Regions from separate parts of the Mus musculus genome. Here region 2 is linked to region 1. A link is a contact called in public HiChIP or PLAC-seq data. All regions are on one chromosome and are shown on one strand. The core of a region is the stretch at or near the end of the contact, and the rest is flanking DNA. Distances in the headings are between cores, read along the strand shown. Region 1 overlaps Flt3 (FMS-like tyrosine kinase 3). Region 2 has its middle 5.7 kb from the start of Gm35541.

Evidence for each region. HiChIP or PLAC-seq counts read pairs in DNA pulled down with a chosen protein or histone mark.
Region 2: a contact with region 1 is called in an H3K4me3 HiChIP or PLAC-seq map of bone marrow-derived macrophages, with 2.5 times the contacts expected there. The contact joins two enhancer-like sites. A contact is called at or near these places in 1 of 39 promoter capture datasets (the HPC-7 cell line), 1 of 484 Hi-C or Micro-C datasets (nephron progenitors) and 7 of 115 datasets of contacts at active chromatin or transcription factors (the 230-238 cell line, bone marrow-derived macrophages, craniofacial prominence and 2 more).

What each region holds. Positions count from the first base shown.
Region 1 is chr5:147,387,549-147,390,599 of GRCm38.p6, reverse strand. All of the region lies in intron 1 of Flt3 (FMS-like tyrosine kinase 3), which reads left to right. Among named protein-coding and RNA genes, the nearest start is that of Gm26597, 10 kb to the left of the region's middle. Within about 2 kb of position 1,364, at least 44 of the 459 cell types and tissues checked have an H3K27ac peak or open chromatin away from gene starts, as enhancers often do. A contact at or near this core is called in bone marrow-derived macrophages, where this site is marked.
Region 2 is chr5:147,757,586-147,760,313 of GRCm38.p6, reverse strand. No RefSeq gene overlaps it. Among named protein-coding and RNA genes, the nearest start is that of Gm35541, 5.7 kb to the right of the region's middle. Within about 2 kb of position 1,458, at least 97 of the 459 cell types and tissues checked have an H3K27ac peak or open chromatin away from gene starts, as enhancers often do. A contact at or near this core is called in bone marrow-derived macrophages, where this site is marked.

The sequences.
Region 1 (3,051 bases), core at 115-2,614:
TGTTCACTTTGAGTTTTGTGTCTGCTGGTTGAGACACAGCCTCACTCTGTAGCTCGCTGGCTTTGAACTCATGGAGACCAGACTTGCCTGAGAGTTGAGGCAACTCTCCTGCCTCAGCCTCCTGAGGGCTGCAAGCTCCGGAGGGCTTACAGGCATGCACTACCACACCTGGATTTACCTAGTTCTGGTGTTGTGCGAAACAACGTTGTGGTTTATTAAGAAAAGACTTTATTAGAGGCTCCAGCGTGAGTCAAGCGGGTTGGAGGTATGAACAGTGTAGGAGGAACCGTGAGCTTCTCAAGAGAGAACTACTTTAGCCTAGACTTTGATTTTAGACTAACGTCATCCTCCTGGAAGCACCCTTCCCAGGGCCACTCTTTTCCTTTCAAAGCAGATAAATTTGGGAGCCTCCCCGCCATTTTTTGATTCCAACGCTCCCTCAGGTCCCCACCTGGCTTTGCCACAATGATCTGGGAATTTCCACTTTGGAACGGATTCTTGGGAAAGAACCCTCACACTGATGACGTCAAGTTACGCATGAGTACTGAGTCACGCTGCTACAGCAATGTCGCCTTTTAAAATGTCTGCTTCCCAGAGTTTATTAGAAGCAAGCAGACAACTGACATCACCGTCCACACGCAGAGCATATCCATCGCACCCCCAATTTTCTTGTGGTCATTGTAAACCCCCGGTTCTCTACACACAACCCCTGGCAGTCAATCATCTCTTTGCTGTTGCTATTTTCCCCCTCTTTTCAAAGATTGTGTGTGGAACTGTATAATATGCGGTCTTTTGACTCGGTTTACAAACAAAGAATAATGTCTTTGGGCCTGTTGATGTTTTGATCTGGCTGTCCTAGAACTCATGAGATCCACCTCCCCCTGCCTCCTGCATGCTAGGATTAAAGCTGTGCCCCACCATGTCTGGACTCTCAGAAAAATCTCTGCAATTACCTCATGCTATTATATATCAGTATTTTCCCTTTCTATTGCTGAATAGTATTCTAATGTGTGGCTATGTCGTAGTTTATTTATCTATTAAGTTGCCTTTTGAACTTCCGTTTTCTCCTGGTTTCTGCCAATTATGAGTGGTTTTGTAAAAATTCAAGTACAGGCGCATAGTGTTAATTTCTCCTGGGTAAATACATAAGCATGGTATTGTATAGATGGGTTTTAGGCTACATAAATGCGTAACCATCTTCATCTGCCCCAAGGGCATATAGGGATTGCAGTTGCTCAACACTATTGTCTGCACGGGCTGCAGTCAGGATTTCTGGGTTTGTCCCTGGTTCCCCTCTCAGCCTGGGTCGGAGTCTTAATATTTTGCTGCCAGCTTCCCTCCCGGCCTCCCAGTTCTAATTCACAGCATGTTGTGGTTTTGACTTGTGTTTCCCTATGTGGCTGATGATGTGATGCAATTCCCACACACTTACTCATTTCCTTGCTTTGTGACTTTCTTATTGTTGCGTTTGAGGAGTTCTTTGTATATTATGGATACAAATGATGTTGTGTTGCATAACAGTTTCCCCTGAAGTTGAAACATTTCATCCTAAGCAGGGAGATAAAAATAACTTCAAAACAGCTTCAAGAAGCCCCTAAAACTGAAGGGATTCACTAGGTCCCTACCAGAGTAAGCAATAGAAGCTGCAGAGACGACTCTTGAGATGATCATGACCAACTAGCTGCCCGGGAGAAACAGAAACTAGCAGCGCTGCCTGCAAGAGGCTTAGCCCAATGGAGTCACTTGGAAAGGATGCTCTCCAACCTGCTGAGCTGCCTGCAGGCTGTGCACTGGGCTCCGGGTTCCCAGCTGTGTGAGCTCATGCTGGGATGGGCTTTGGTGATGCATCATTCTTTGAGTCATTTCTGCTCTTGTAAGTGACCCCTCACCCATATTTTTGTAACACCAATAAAACTCACTGGTTCAAGCCAGCTGGACTTTGGTGGCATCTGGATCTTGCTCTCTCGTGGGCTCTCCATCTGGGCTGAGGAGATGTGCTTATCACATCCCTCCAGGAATGCCTCTTATCATACAGGAGGAGTGATCAGAAAATACCGTTGTTCTGAGAATTTGGATCGGTTGCATCCATTTGAAGGCCACGCCTCTGTAATGCTGGGGCTGGGGATGTAGGGATAGGTTGATCCCAGTGGCTTGCTGGCCCTCTTGGTGAAACAGAAACTCAGGTTCCGTGAAAGAACCTGTCTCAGAAAATTAGGTTGTGAGTGATGGAGACTGTAGTGATTTGAATAGGAGTGGTCCCCATAGACTCATGGGTTTGAATGCTTGGCCCACAAAGAGTGGCACTGCTAGGAGGTGTGACCCTGTTGGAGGAAGTGTGTCACTATGGAGGTGGGCTTTGAGGTCTACGCTCAAGCTAGGTCTAGTGTGTCAGTTCTTCTTCTGCCTCAGGTCAAGTTGTAGAACCCTCAGCTCCTTCTCCAGCCAATATATCTGACTGCGTGCGCACTGTCGTGTTTTCTACCATGATGAAATCAGACTAAAGCTCTGAAGCTGTAAGCCAGCCTCAAATAAATGTTGTCTTTTATAAGACTTGCCTTCGTCATGGTGTCTGCTCACAGCACCTCAACAGTAACTATAACAGAGTAACACACACATGTCAATGTCTGGCCTCTGTATGCACACACACACACACACACACACACAAACACTCACACACACACACACTCAAGTAAAAAGTCAGTTATTCCCAAAGAAGCCAGAAAAAAGAAGACAAGGGAATTAAAAGCAAACAAAGTACATAGAAATCAAAGGACAGAATGATAGATTTAATCACACCAATAATCTCATAAACTTAACACCAATATCACAGCAAAAAGGTAATTTTGCTGTGTGACAATTTTATTTTCAAGTTCTTTATAATAAAGTTTTAATTAAAACATAAAAATGAAAATCAGTATTTAAAAGGACAAAGTTAATTTCATTAAAAGAGAAAAGTTCAACCTTTGTGCCACATAAATGAAGTTTCCTACACATGAGAGAGGAATAGGCTAAGCAGAAAAGAATGAGTGGCCAGGAGTGGTGGCACACATC
Region 2 (2,728 bases), core at 209-2,708, 370 kb before region 1:
ACCCCAGGCTCTAGACACTGCCAAATGTCCCCTGAACTGAAAACTGTCCCCCCCTTTGCCCCCTCATCCCATTGTCTACCCACCAGGTATATCCCATCCTGCATGAAGGTTTATACATGTATGAGTGTGTACACCCACATCAGCTGTGAGCCTCTCTGAATGTGACTCTCTAAAGGCTGACTCAAGACAGGGTGGAAAAGTGATGTCATACTTGTGTGACAGGCTGATCCTCAGGTCTCTGGCTTTGACAAACACATAGCTAGGAACTCGGACTTCAAGTTTGGAAGGGGAAGGGACCAAGTATAGTTTGAACTTGAAGGCAGTAGGCTACCTATAGCATGACTGGAAGGCCCATGAATGTTTAAGTGCCACCTGGATTGAGATACTCAATCTGCTAGTCCTATCAAAGTCAAGGGCATAGATAGCTACAGCTGTCTATGGACAGTACTATGAAAGAAAAGGGCTGATTAAAAGGGGGGGGGAACTTTCACCTTCAGGGGGCACATGAAGCATGAGACAGGTCAAAGGAATCTAGAGGTACATCCAACAAGGAAGGAGGAGCAGCAGGGGGCGGGGCAAAGCTATGGAAACAGGAAACTTTTTATCTAAAAAGGAAATGTACCTCCCTTGGGCTGTTAGTAGACTCAACCTCGCAAGGACAGAAAGCATCCATAATTTAGCATTAATACTCTTACATAAATGTGTTAAGAAAAGCTCCATCCCATTGTACCTGTTCAGAGTGGTTGTGCTTAAGGCCCTTAGAGCATGAGCCACTCTGGGAGCAAGTTAGCATCCAGGCTAATGGACCAGGGTAGCACCTCACATCCATTAGGATGGCTATGGCAAAGAAGAGCAGAGGAAAGGAAATAGAAAACAACGAACACCGTCAAGACGTGACGAGATCGGGATGTACGTGTGCCATGGTGAGAGTGGATCAAGTTGCAGCCATTTTGGAAAACCAATATGGAGATCCTTCAAATAATTAAAAGAATTATCCTATGGCTTACACCTTTATTTCCTGGTCTAACCCTCCCCGCTCCCCCAATTCCAAATAGATGCTCAAAGAATTATTACTATACCATGTCTGTAGCTGTCTTAGAACAGCCAAGCAGCTCATGTGCCATAGATAACGGGGTTACACATACCTTGGAGTATTAATCATCCACATAATATGGATGAGCTTGCAACACACTGTGCTAAGGGAAACGGGGAAGTAACAAAAAAGCAGACCCTATACAAATCTGCCCTTATGAGCTACCTATAGGAATCCATTTCCTGGAATTGGTGGGCAGGATCTGGGGGGCGGGGAGGTGGGGGAGGAGCGGGGAGTTGGTGTTTAATGGGGTCAGTTTCAGTTTAACAGGGGAGAAAGATTGCTCAACAGTATAAATATAGCTAGCACTGCTGAAAATGGTTTAAAAGAGAAAGGAGAAGGAAGAAGAGGAAGAGGAGGGTGGATGTCTTGTGGAAGAGCTCACTTGATGAAATGAAAGTGAAGTAATCAAGGCTCTGAATACAAACTGACATATTGTCCTGTCTGTCTGAAGCCCGCTACAGTCTTCCCGGGATTTGTGGTGGTAGGCTATTTCAACTGGAGCAGGATATTCCACGACCTGCTTGTTCTGTAGATGCTTGCTGGATTGGAGATGCGAAGGAAACAGGGATGCTGCTTTCACTTTGAGAATCTCCCGCTGCTGCGCACAGAACTCCCAGCCTGGGCTTCGTTTCTACAGATGTTATCTGCTAAGCAGTGATCTCTCACTCATTAACCGTCCTTTATTAGGTCCCATTCAGAGGGGCTCCAGGCTTCCCACTGCACATGCGTGCATTTGTGTGCTGACCAATATCGGTTGCTTCAGGACCAAGCAGCAGAACCCTGAGTGATTTTTGCCACGTGCTGACTGTGAAGACCCTCCAACAAGGTCTGCACCTTCCATGGCCAAGTTTGTGGCTGGGAGTTTCCTGAATGAGTAAGAATTCCTCAGAAAGCCTCCTAGGCTGTGGAGGCTGCTCCTTGTAGCCTGACCACGCCCTCCCACGCCACCAGCAAACGACCAGGAGGAGGAGTCTGGCTTCTGGTTTCGCTTCTGGGCAATTTGATGGAAGTTCACTGAAGAGTGATTCCATGTAAATTATCAAAAGGCAGCGAGCTATTAAGATGTGATAAGGAGGCTGAGGGAGATGGCTCAGCATTTAAGAGCACTCAATGCTTGCTCTTGCAGAAGACCAGGTTCAGTTCCCAGCACCTAACACGGCAGCTCACAATCGTGACCCCAGTTCCAGGGGATCTGACGCCCTCTCTGGCCTGCATAGGTATTGCATGTACATGGTACACAGACATACATGTAAGCAAAACACCCACACATGTAAAATAAAAATAATCTTTTTAAAAATGATAATGAGGTTAATTTTAAAACCAGGTTTCTGGATATATAGACATAGACATAGACATAGACATAGACATAGACATAGACATAGACATAGACATAGACATAGACATAGACATATAGACAGACATAGACATAGATATTTTTTTTTCTGAGACAAAGTCTCACTCTGTAGCTCTGGCTGTACTGGAACTCACTATGTAGACCAGGCTGGCCTCAAATTCACAGAGATCTGCCTACTTTTGCCTCCTGAGTGCTGGAATTAAAGGCACGCTCCACTATGCTCAGCCGTTGAAGTACAATTTTTGTTTTGTTTTGTTTTGTTTTGTTTTGTTTGTTTG